Linked DNA regions of Capsicum annuum: region 1 is linked to region 2. The links are chromatin contacts, called in public Hi-C maps. All regions are on one chromosome and are shown on one strand. Each heading gives the region's core, a stretch centred on a gene start, on an enhancer-like site or on the middle of the called end of the contact. The rest is flanking DNA. Distances are from core to core; before and after follow the strand shown.

Evidence for each region. Hi-C and Micro-C count contacts between places; a contact is called where the count stands out from the background.
Region 1: a Hi-C map of leaf shows a contact between it and region 2, with 2.3 times the contacts expected there. The contact joins the promoter of LOC107863752 here to the promoter of LOC107863753 in region 2. A contact is called at or near these places in 2 of 5 Hi-C or Micro-C datasets (leaf and placenta).

Annotation. Positions count from the first base shown.
Region 1 is chr3:80,704,317-80,709,048 of UCD10Xv1.1, reverse strand. It overlaps LOC107863752 (dual specificity protein phosphatase 12), which reads right to left and starts at 1,472. Exons shown (of 7, transcript XM_016709874.2): 1 at 1,222-1,472.
Region 2 is chr3:79,880,635-79,885,084 of UCD10Xv1.1, reverse strand. It overlaps LOC107863753 (3beta-hydroxysteroid-dehydrogenase/decarboxylase), which reads left to right and starts at 2,453. Exons shown (of 12, transcript XM_016709875.2): 1 at 2,453-2,797. The coding sequence starts at 2,578.

The DNA.
Region 1 (4,732 bases), core at 223-2,722, 820 kb before region 2:
GGAACATCACACGAACATTTTGTATGATCTCTTTCACGGCTTTGCATTTGAGATGTGTCAAAAGATATTTTTTATATTATATTTCAAACCACATTTTCCGGACCCGAAACAGTTCAAATTCAGCACATAATAATCAATTGCACCCTATTATGATAATCTTACACATTCACAGGGTTTTCAAAGAGAGAAATGTGCAAAAACAGTTTACATTTGAAGAAGATGAGATGATTGAGAAATGTTGTCAAAGGAGAAAAGAGTAAAATAGTGCCCAAGTTTTTCTGCGGCTTTAAATTCACATGCAAGAGAAGTTCGACCTTTAGTAAAAGAGGCACAATTAGGAAAAAAATTAAGATAATGTCATGCGAGAAAAAATAAGATAAACACTATAAAGTAAAGCGAGGAAAAATAACTATAAACTTCCAAATCCATTACATTTATTTTAAAAAGGATTTTTAAAAACTTCCAAATCCTAAATGAATAATCCAAATTTTATTTCCAATAACAGTTAATTCAGGCTCTACTATTAACACTTAATGATGTTGGCTGCCAACAAAATTGTTGGTCATTATAGGTGTTAATTATGACAACATCAGATACATTAACCTCAATTGGATGGCTGATTTGAAGATACTGTTAATCAAATTTAATTCAGCTCGAACACTTAACTTGCAAGACAATAATTGATTTGTCTTATGTAACAAGATTCGGCAAATGAAATACTCTCTATCCCAAATTATGTGATGTTCTTTCCCTTTTAGTTTGTCCCAAAATGGCAGATAGGATTAAACTCTAAGCTTTTCATAATCCCCTAATAAGAATTACTGCCACAGAAACTTCTTAAACCACGTGGCAAATAAAATAAGCTCACATAAAGTGGGACGGATGGAGCAAAATTTATCAGTTTTACAACACAACCCAACATGGGATGAACACACCATTTTAGGATTCAATCTGTTATTCTTTTACTTTAAAAAATCATTTTCCTCTTTATTTTAAAGGTAAATGTTTAGAGAATTGCATAAAATAATTGCACCTAACGGGTTAAAGATATACTCAGCACTCTGGATGATTAATGGAGCTGATTCCAAATTCGCAATTTATAAAAAAAAAAAAAAAAAAGAAGAAGAAGACGGTTAGGGTTTATCTATCACGAGTGAAAAAAAAAAAAAAAAAAGAGCAAAAAGGAATGTAAAGATAAAGAGAGTAAAAGAGGAACATTACCAGAGCTTGTTTTTGACTTTAGGGGAGAAAGTAAGAAGATGGTGGAGGAATTCGGCGGAGAAAGAGATCACCAAGTTTACGGCTGAGACAGAGTGGTGTGGCTATTGTCACTCTTGTCAGAGAACAAACGCTGCTCTCATTAAGATTTTGGGCCTCTCTTAGGAGCCCGTCCAGAAAATTAAAACTAGTTTCTCCTAAAGTGTTCCATCTTTACTTTCTGTTAAAGTGCTGGTCTAGTAATTTTATTGCCACTTAATTTCTAATTTTTATCTCTATTGATATTTTTAATCTCTAATTTTTAATTTTTAATCTCTAATTTCTACTTTCTTCCTTTCAAAAATAGTGACATATTTTCCTCTTTAATCCGTTTAAAAAAAATAATATTTTCTATTTTTGGCCATACTTTTAATTCAATTTTTCATATGACATGTTTAAAACCACAAGATTAAAGAGCACTTTGATACATTTAACATAACTTTAATTTAGGATCACAAGATTCAAAATTTTCTTTACTTTCTTAAACTCCGTATCAAGTCAAACTAAGTTATTCTTTTTCAAACGGAGGAAGTAATTTTTATCTCTAATCTTTAACTTCTATCTCTAATCTCTATATTTAATCTCTAATTTTACTGTTTTTTATTATTTTAGTAATATCAAATATATATTATAATAAATGTATTAAAAATTAAATGGCGTACCTATTATTTTAGTGATATTAAAATATAGACTATAATAAATATATTAAAAATTAAATAGAGTTTCAACTAGACTGGACTTGCTAAAGTACGGAAATCTTCAAATATACTAAAATTTAGGGGTAGATTTTTCGTTGGGTGTCTAAACTTTTTCAAAAACAAAAAGTAAATATATTAAGTTTGCTTTTTGTTGGGTAAGTGACTTTTTCTACAAAAATCGATTGAATATTTTTCACAAAAATAAAAAGATCGACTGAATGAAGTTTAATGTAATAAGAATTATTAAATTATATGAATATATAGAAAATTTATCAAAATATCAGTTAGTCTCTTTTTTGGTTGATGAGTCTTTATTTTTATAAAAAGTTTTATGATTTCAGATTCTTCTTGAACACTATTACTTACTTTTGTTGATTTATTTTTTATTTCACCGTTGTTTTTAAATATTACTCTTCAATTTTATCTTAATAACTTTATTCAATTTTCAGATTTTCATCTAATAATGGAACAAGAATCGTTCAACAGGGGACTATGCCATGAAACAAGAGTTGTTTATCAGCTGACTGTGTCAGTAATCGAACATTCAAATTTTTGTAGCAACCAGAGGTTACGTAAGTTTTTTTCCACTCTGTAATTATATTTTGCATAGAACTTTGCTTTTACACTAGATTTTGCAGATTGCAAAATATGTATCAATTAAGTTTTTATAACGTGATGTATGTTTTATTTTTCAACTAATTATAATTTTCATGTAAAGATTGTTATGGAGTGATAACTACTACTTCATTTTTAGTCAGAGATCTTGGGTTATTTGTATTTTAAAGACGAATAGGTCAAATCCTCATATATCATTATTTTCTCAAAAAGGTGTGTTATAAATCTTGCTCGAAAATCGACAAAAGAAGAAAATAAATACAAAAAAAAGAGTTGATTTTTCTGTGGACAACTTTGGCATGTACATCATATGTATATAGAAATGTAGAGTCTTCTTTGCAATAGTTAGAAATAGTTTTATCAAGCTTTGAAGACCCTAAATAAGCTTAGTAGCAACTTGCATCTAGCAACGAAAATCAAACTTTAGCACTCATTTATTTTTTTCACAAAAAAATAAGTTCATCCTCTATTGAATTTGTTTTCTACAAAGAAAAGGAATAAAATTAGAAATTGCCCTTTTCAAATTCATAAAATTTTGTTTTCAACATTTTCTTTTATTCAGTATAAGTGCAAAAGAAGCTTAGTATTAAACATGTTTTGTTGAATTCAATGATAATAGTGCAAGAAAGCAGTAAAAAAAAGAAAGCTCCAGATTTTTCTTTCTCCAGGTAACTAATGTAATTTTCTTTTTTTATTTTTGTCGAGTGATTCTTTCCCACCTTCATACTTTCTTCTATATTATTCATGTATATATGTTTACTTGTATTTTATTGTCATGTCTTTTACAGTATTAATGACTTCACTCGGTTAGTTTTCTTAAAGAGGATTATAAGTTTTATTATCTTTTTCTTTTTGTGTCTTTTACCTGTTCTGCATTTTGAGATTTTGTTTTACTTATATTGTTGTATGTCTTATCTCAAGTATAATCAATTGTGGATCTTTACAATTTGCATATAGATTTATCATGTCGTCTAAATCTAACCTTCAAAAGAAGCATGATACGGTCGATGTCAAATATAGTAACCCAACTAGGTTGGGGTCGAACCCACAGGAAAAATATTGAACGATTTCTTAGCCTTGATGTAATTCACGAGCAGTGTGGACAAGTAAATGGAGGGATTGAAATCAATCGTAAGTAGTAACCAAATCTTGAATGGTTTGAGCTGTAAACAATAAAAGACGAACACTAGGACTGTGTTCTCTTTGGCTTTTCAACTCCATAAATTTCTCATGTTCAACCCACCTATTATGTTTCTCTACATGTAAAGTCAACAAGATTTGTATTATCAATCGTTTTGTGATGTGTTGATAAATCTCACCCTTTACCTTGGGAGTCTTAGGGCGTCTGCCTTATTTCTTCTTGTCTATCACTTTAGTTTAACTTTCACCTTTTGAGTCTCAAGTTGATTAGATGAGATGATGGAATAATAAGATGGACCTGAATCTCAAATCACTGTCTTAATCTTCTTTTCCTAATCACAAACTCCATTTGAGGACGTTTGATAATATAGGCTATCCCCAAGATTCTGTAGTAGCTTCGAGGTCAAGTATGATGAAGAAGATTAAGATACATGCATAAACCTTAAAATAGATAAATATCCCACTTCCTTTACGTAGCTAATCTGCCAAGGTTCCCACAGGCCACAACCCTAGTCAGGAAAATTAGTTACTCGTGTTTATGCAAGGATCCATGATAATCAACAAAGAATTAATGTAATTAATTGCACAAGAATAAGATGAATAAAATTCGAAGCTTTCAATTGAATAATAACCCAAAAATCTCAAGAATAATGCAAAGTATGTAATAGAGTATCAAAGAACATAAGAGAATGTCAAAGAATGTAACCTAATAAAAGATAAACCCTAGAGTATCACAAAAATACTCAGAAATCCTAATAAAAACAAAAAAAAGAAAAAGTTATATCAGCACAAGGTACGACTCGCTAGTCTACTCATAAGGTCTTCTTGCAAGTTTTACTGCATCTCTCGTATCCACTCCAGTGTCTAATCTTCCAGGCTTTAACTTTCTATTCTTCTAATGACTTTTGCTCATGAGTCATACCTTGACCGTACGACTCGTGGCCTTCACTCGTATCCACCTGGGACTTCTTTTTTTCATGCTGCTTACAGTTTGTCCATATGAGTTGTACTCAGACTTTCGA
Region 2 (4,450 bases), core at 1,204-3,703:
GTTTTTCCTCTGCATTGTTCTCTTCTGTTCTTTTTCGTTCTTCTGTTGTCTTATTTTCTATGCTCGTTCTCTCTTTCTAGGTTCATTTTTTTAAACATACCTGCTTATTGCTTTATTCTTGTGTTCTTTCAACAGATTAGTACAGGCCGAATTGTATGTTTTTTTATTTGTGTTTGTGTATGTTGTTGATTCTATGTAGTTATTGTGTTTTGGTGAGTTCTTTGAATGATGACGGGATAGCTTTTCGGTCATTCAAAAAGGATACTTCTATGAGATACTTTACGTTCTTTAATTGTCAACTACTACTTATGTGTTTGATTCATTAGACACATTGGTAGCTGTTATATGATATTTTGTACTACACTATTTTTTTGCAACAACAAAATGAAATATGAAAGAGATCTTGTTATTATTATTCTTTTTCTGTCAGAGTTTCAAACTCTATGTGGGTGGTAATCTCGGAAGCCTCTCATATAAATGAGAGAAAGGGTGAAGACAAACTTGCCTTATGTGCTACTAAAAGTGCTAAAGGAAAGTATGTGCAACTTCTTCAAACTAGTTTTGGATAAATCTAGGTATAATACATAAATATGATCCTAAACTTGACACCAAATTATAACATTGATCTTAAACTTTGACAGTGTACAAATATGACCTTTAACTATACAAAACCTGAACAGATAAACACTCATATTTTGCAACTTAGGCGCGTGTATCTCATTTGCGTCTACGTGGATTAGTCAGCCAATCATACGATGCCATGTCATTAAAAAAGATGACATGGAACTTTGCTAGTGCACAAATATGACCTTTAACTATACAAAATCTGAACAAATAAACACTCATTAATATTATTACTATTATTATTATTATTATTATTATTATTATTATTATTATTATTATTATTATTATTCTCCTACTACTACTTCTACATATTACGTACTACTATTGCTTCTATCAATATACTACTACTACGATTAATAATATATAGTTATTATTACAAATAATAATAACAATATTTTAATAAAATTTTCATCTTAATAACATTTTATTAAAGTTAATTCAATAATGTTAATTTAATATTCTACAGTATTTTAATAAAATTTTCATCTTAATAACGTTAATTTAATAACGTTGATTCAATAACGTTAATTTAATAATATACTACTACTACTGCCCTTAATAACATTTTATTAATAATGTTTTAATAACATTAATTTAATATACTACTGTTGCCCTTAATAACGTTTTAATAACGTTAATTTAATAATATTTTTATAATATTTTATTAAAACTATAATTTTTTATTATTATTAGTATAGTTTCATCTTTAATTTAATATTTAAATAAATTATATTTAGATATATTATATAACTTAAATTCATCCTCTGCTTTATAATATATAAGAGACCCTCTGGTTTATAATATATATAGATACCTACGCAATTTTTCCGTATGAGGCTGACCGCCTAATTAAAAAATCTTCAATATTGTTCTTTTTCCGCAATGACAAAAGAAATTAGATGCCATTTTCATCAATGAGCTAAAAATAATGAAAAAATAATAGAAAAAAATCATTTAAATATATAAAAAGCAATTAGTAAGGGCATAATAGTCATTTTACCATTTTTTTTTACTGTTGGGGGCTCAAATTTTAGGCCTGACACGCTCATATTTGCGTGTACACATGCTTTTTGCCACATAGGATTGGTGTGTTTATTTTTTCAGGTTTTGAATAGTTAAAGGTCCTATTTGTGCACTGTCAAAGTTTAAGGCCAATGTTATAATTTGATGTCAAGTTTAGGGTCATATTTATGTATTATGCCATAAATCTATCAACAATCATTTGTTGTTTTGTTCGCATAGTTGAAATTATTCTTTTAGGGAAGTATGTATTTGCTGAATTTATAAGTTTTATGAATTTAACAACGTAATATACTTACAAGATACGATTTGTTATAAATTTGTAAAAAGAAAATTATTTTATTATTAATTATTGATAATTTTAAAATTTATAATAATTAAAAATATTTTAGTAAAGTTACCCGTTACCATACAATATCTTACCATCAAAAAAACTATTATTAAATAATAGTAAATGATACAACTATACATTATATTGTTATACTCCCTCCGTTTAAAAAAAAAGACCTAATTTGACTTGACACAAAATTTAAAAAAATAAAAAAGATTTTTGAATCTTGTGGCCTTAAATTAAAGTTGTGTCAAATATATCAAAATGCTCTTTAATCTTGTGGTCCTAAATATGTCATGTGAAAAGTCAAAATTAAAGTATTGTCAGAAAAGAAAAAAAAATTATTTTTTTTTAAATGAATTAAAAAGAAAAGTAGGTCATTTTTTAATTTTTTAAGCGGAGGGAGTATAAAGTAGGTCATTTTTTAATTTTTTAAACGGAGTATAAAGTAGTATACGGTATCATAACTACCATACTATATCATATAGAGTTAATACTTGTTCAACAACTAGTCGTGAATTATTTTCTCTTTTTCAACAAGGGAGGCTTTGAATAAAACCCTCGATCGATCCCTTCATTGAAAAGGGAAATCGGGAAGAAGAATGGCGATTGAAACGTGCGTGGTGTTTGGTGGACGAGGATTCATCGGGAAATCTCTTGTCGATAGGCTTCTTCGAGTCGGCAATTGGATCGTAAGAATTGCCGATTCTATCCCAACTCTTCAACTTGAACCCTCTGAATCCCTCCTTTCCCATGCCCTTTCTTCTGGTCGCGCTTCCTATTTCCATGTCGATGTTCGTCTTAAATCCAATATTATTCCAGGTACCACTCCTTCCTTATTTACCATCTAAGCCATACAATACATATAAGTTTTTAAACTTGACTACCTTTTTCATTTTTGTTTGACAATCCGTAAGGTTTCAACTACTTATCTTCCTTATTCAAACACTTGTGTGTGTTTGTGTATTCGGATCATTTTCTTGTAGAATGTGATGTTTTGTTAGCAGGGCAATATCTCTGCAATGTGTATATTGGAAATACAAATTAAGAGTTTACTTGCTTGTTAATGTACTCAATGTGTTGCCTAAAAGATTGCTCGTTCCAAGGAAAAATAAAGGAAGAGGGCTGCACTGGCTTGTTGATGAATCCTCGTAATACAGTTGATACATCTTTCTCAGGGTCCTGTCTTGGTATTATTTGTGTATAGAGTCGGGAAGGATACATACCATATGTTGTTGCATTGCAACTTGACAACAACTTTGCATTTTCTTTATTGGAGGCAATGTGGATGATGATGATGGTGGCACAAACAATCTATATTGTTAAGAAGTTATTTCTCGTTCATATATTTGTTGGTGTAAAATTTCCAGTTAATCATGTTTGAAACCATATTAATGTGATTCAATAAATGTTTTTGATAACCGTGGTGTCCGGACACACCTCTAGTAATTTGATGGGGCACCTTTTATCTCCCACCAATGCTTGGACGGGAAGAAATCACTTTTTGTTTGCCTCCACCAAGTTGTAAGTTTGAGACCTCATTGTTCTCAACACAATTCATCAACCCCTTTAGGTGGTGTGAATTTGATGAGTTATTCATGTCTAACTCAAAAAATAAAAAATAAAATAAAAATTAAAAGCAAGTGACTACTTTTTGAGTTGTAAAATTTTTAATTCTGTGTTAACAGTCTTAGGTTTTAGTGCTTGTTAAGTATTGGTCACCATGTATGCAATCTTCTTTTGTTGAACATAATCTGAACTCTGTTTGAAGAACATGGCTTCAAAATATTGTAGTTCTACTCTCTCATATCACAATTTCTTAAGTTTGGTTATTTGCAGAAACCTATCTTCTCACAAATAGGTTTAAAACTCAAAATCACTATAGTGGAGGTTAGCATGGCCCCTGTCAAGGATGATATGCACAAATTCCAAAGAAATATTTAGTGGGGAAGAAAAGGAGTGGCTATAGAGACAATTTTAAGAAGATGAGGTTTTTGAGACTCTTAAGTTGTGTGACAAGGCCCCAGGTCGTGATGGCTTTCTAATGCGAAACTATCAGAACTTTTGGGAAATACTTAAGGAAGATATTATGAGCAGCTTGAGACATTTCCATGATCATCATATGTTTGAGAAGAGTCTGAATGTAACCTTTGTTGCATTAATTCCCAAGAAGGTTGGAACAGTTGAATTGAGAGATTTCAGACCTATAAGCTGGAAAGGAGGAATTTACATGATCATTGCTAAGCTTCTAGTACCGAGGCTTAAGAAAGTGATTAGCAAGTCAGTAAATAAACACCAAATGACCTTCATTAAAGGAAGAAAAATCATTGATGCGGCATATATAGTAAGCAAATGTGTGGACACTAGGATCAAAGAGGGTGATTCAACAATTATGTGCAAACTGGACACTGAAAAGGCTTTCGACCATGTCAATTGGGGCTTCTTGATTAGAATACTTGAGCAGATGGGGTTTGG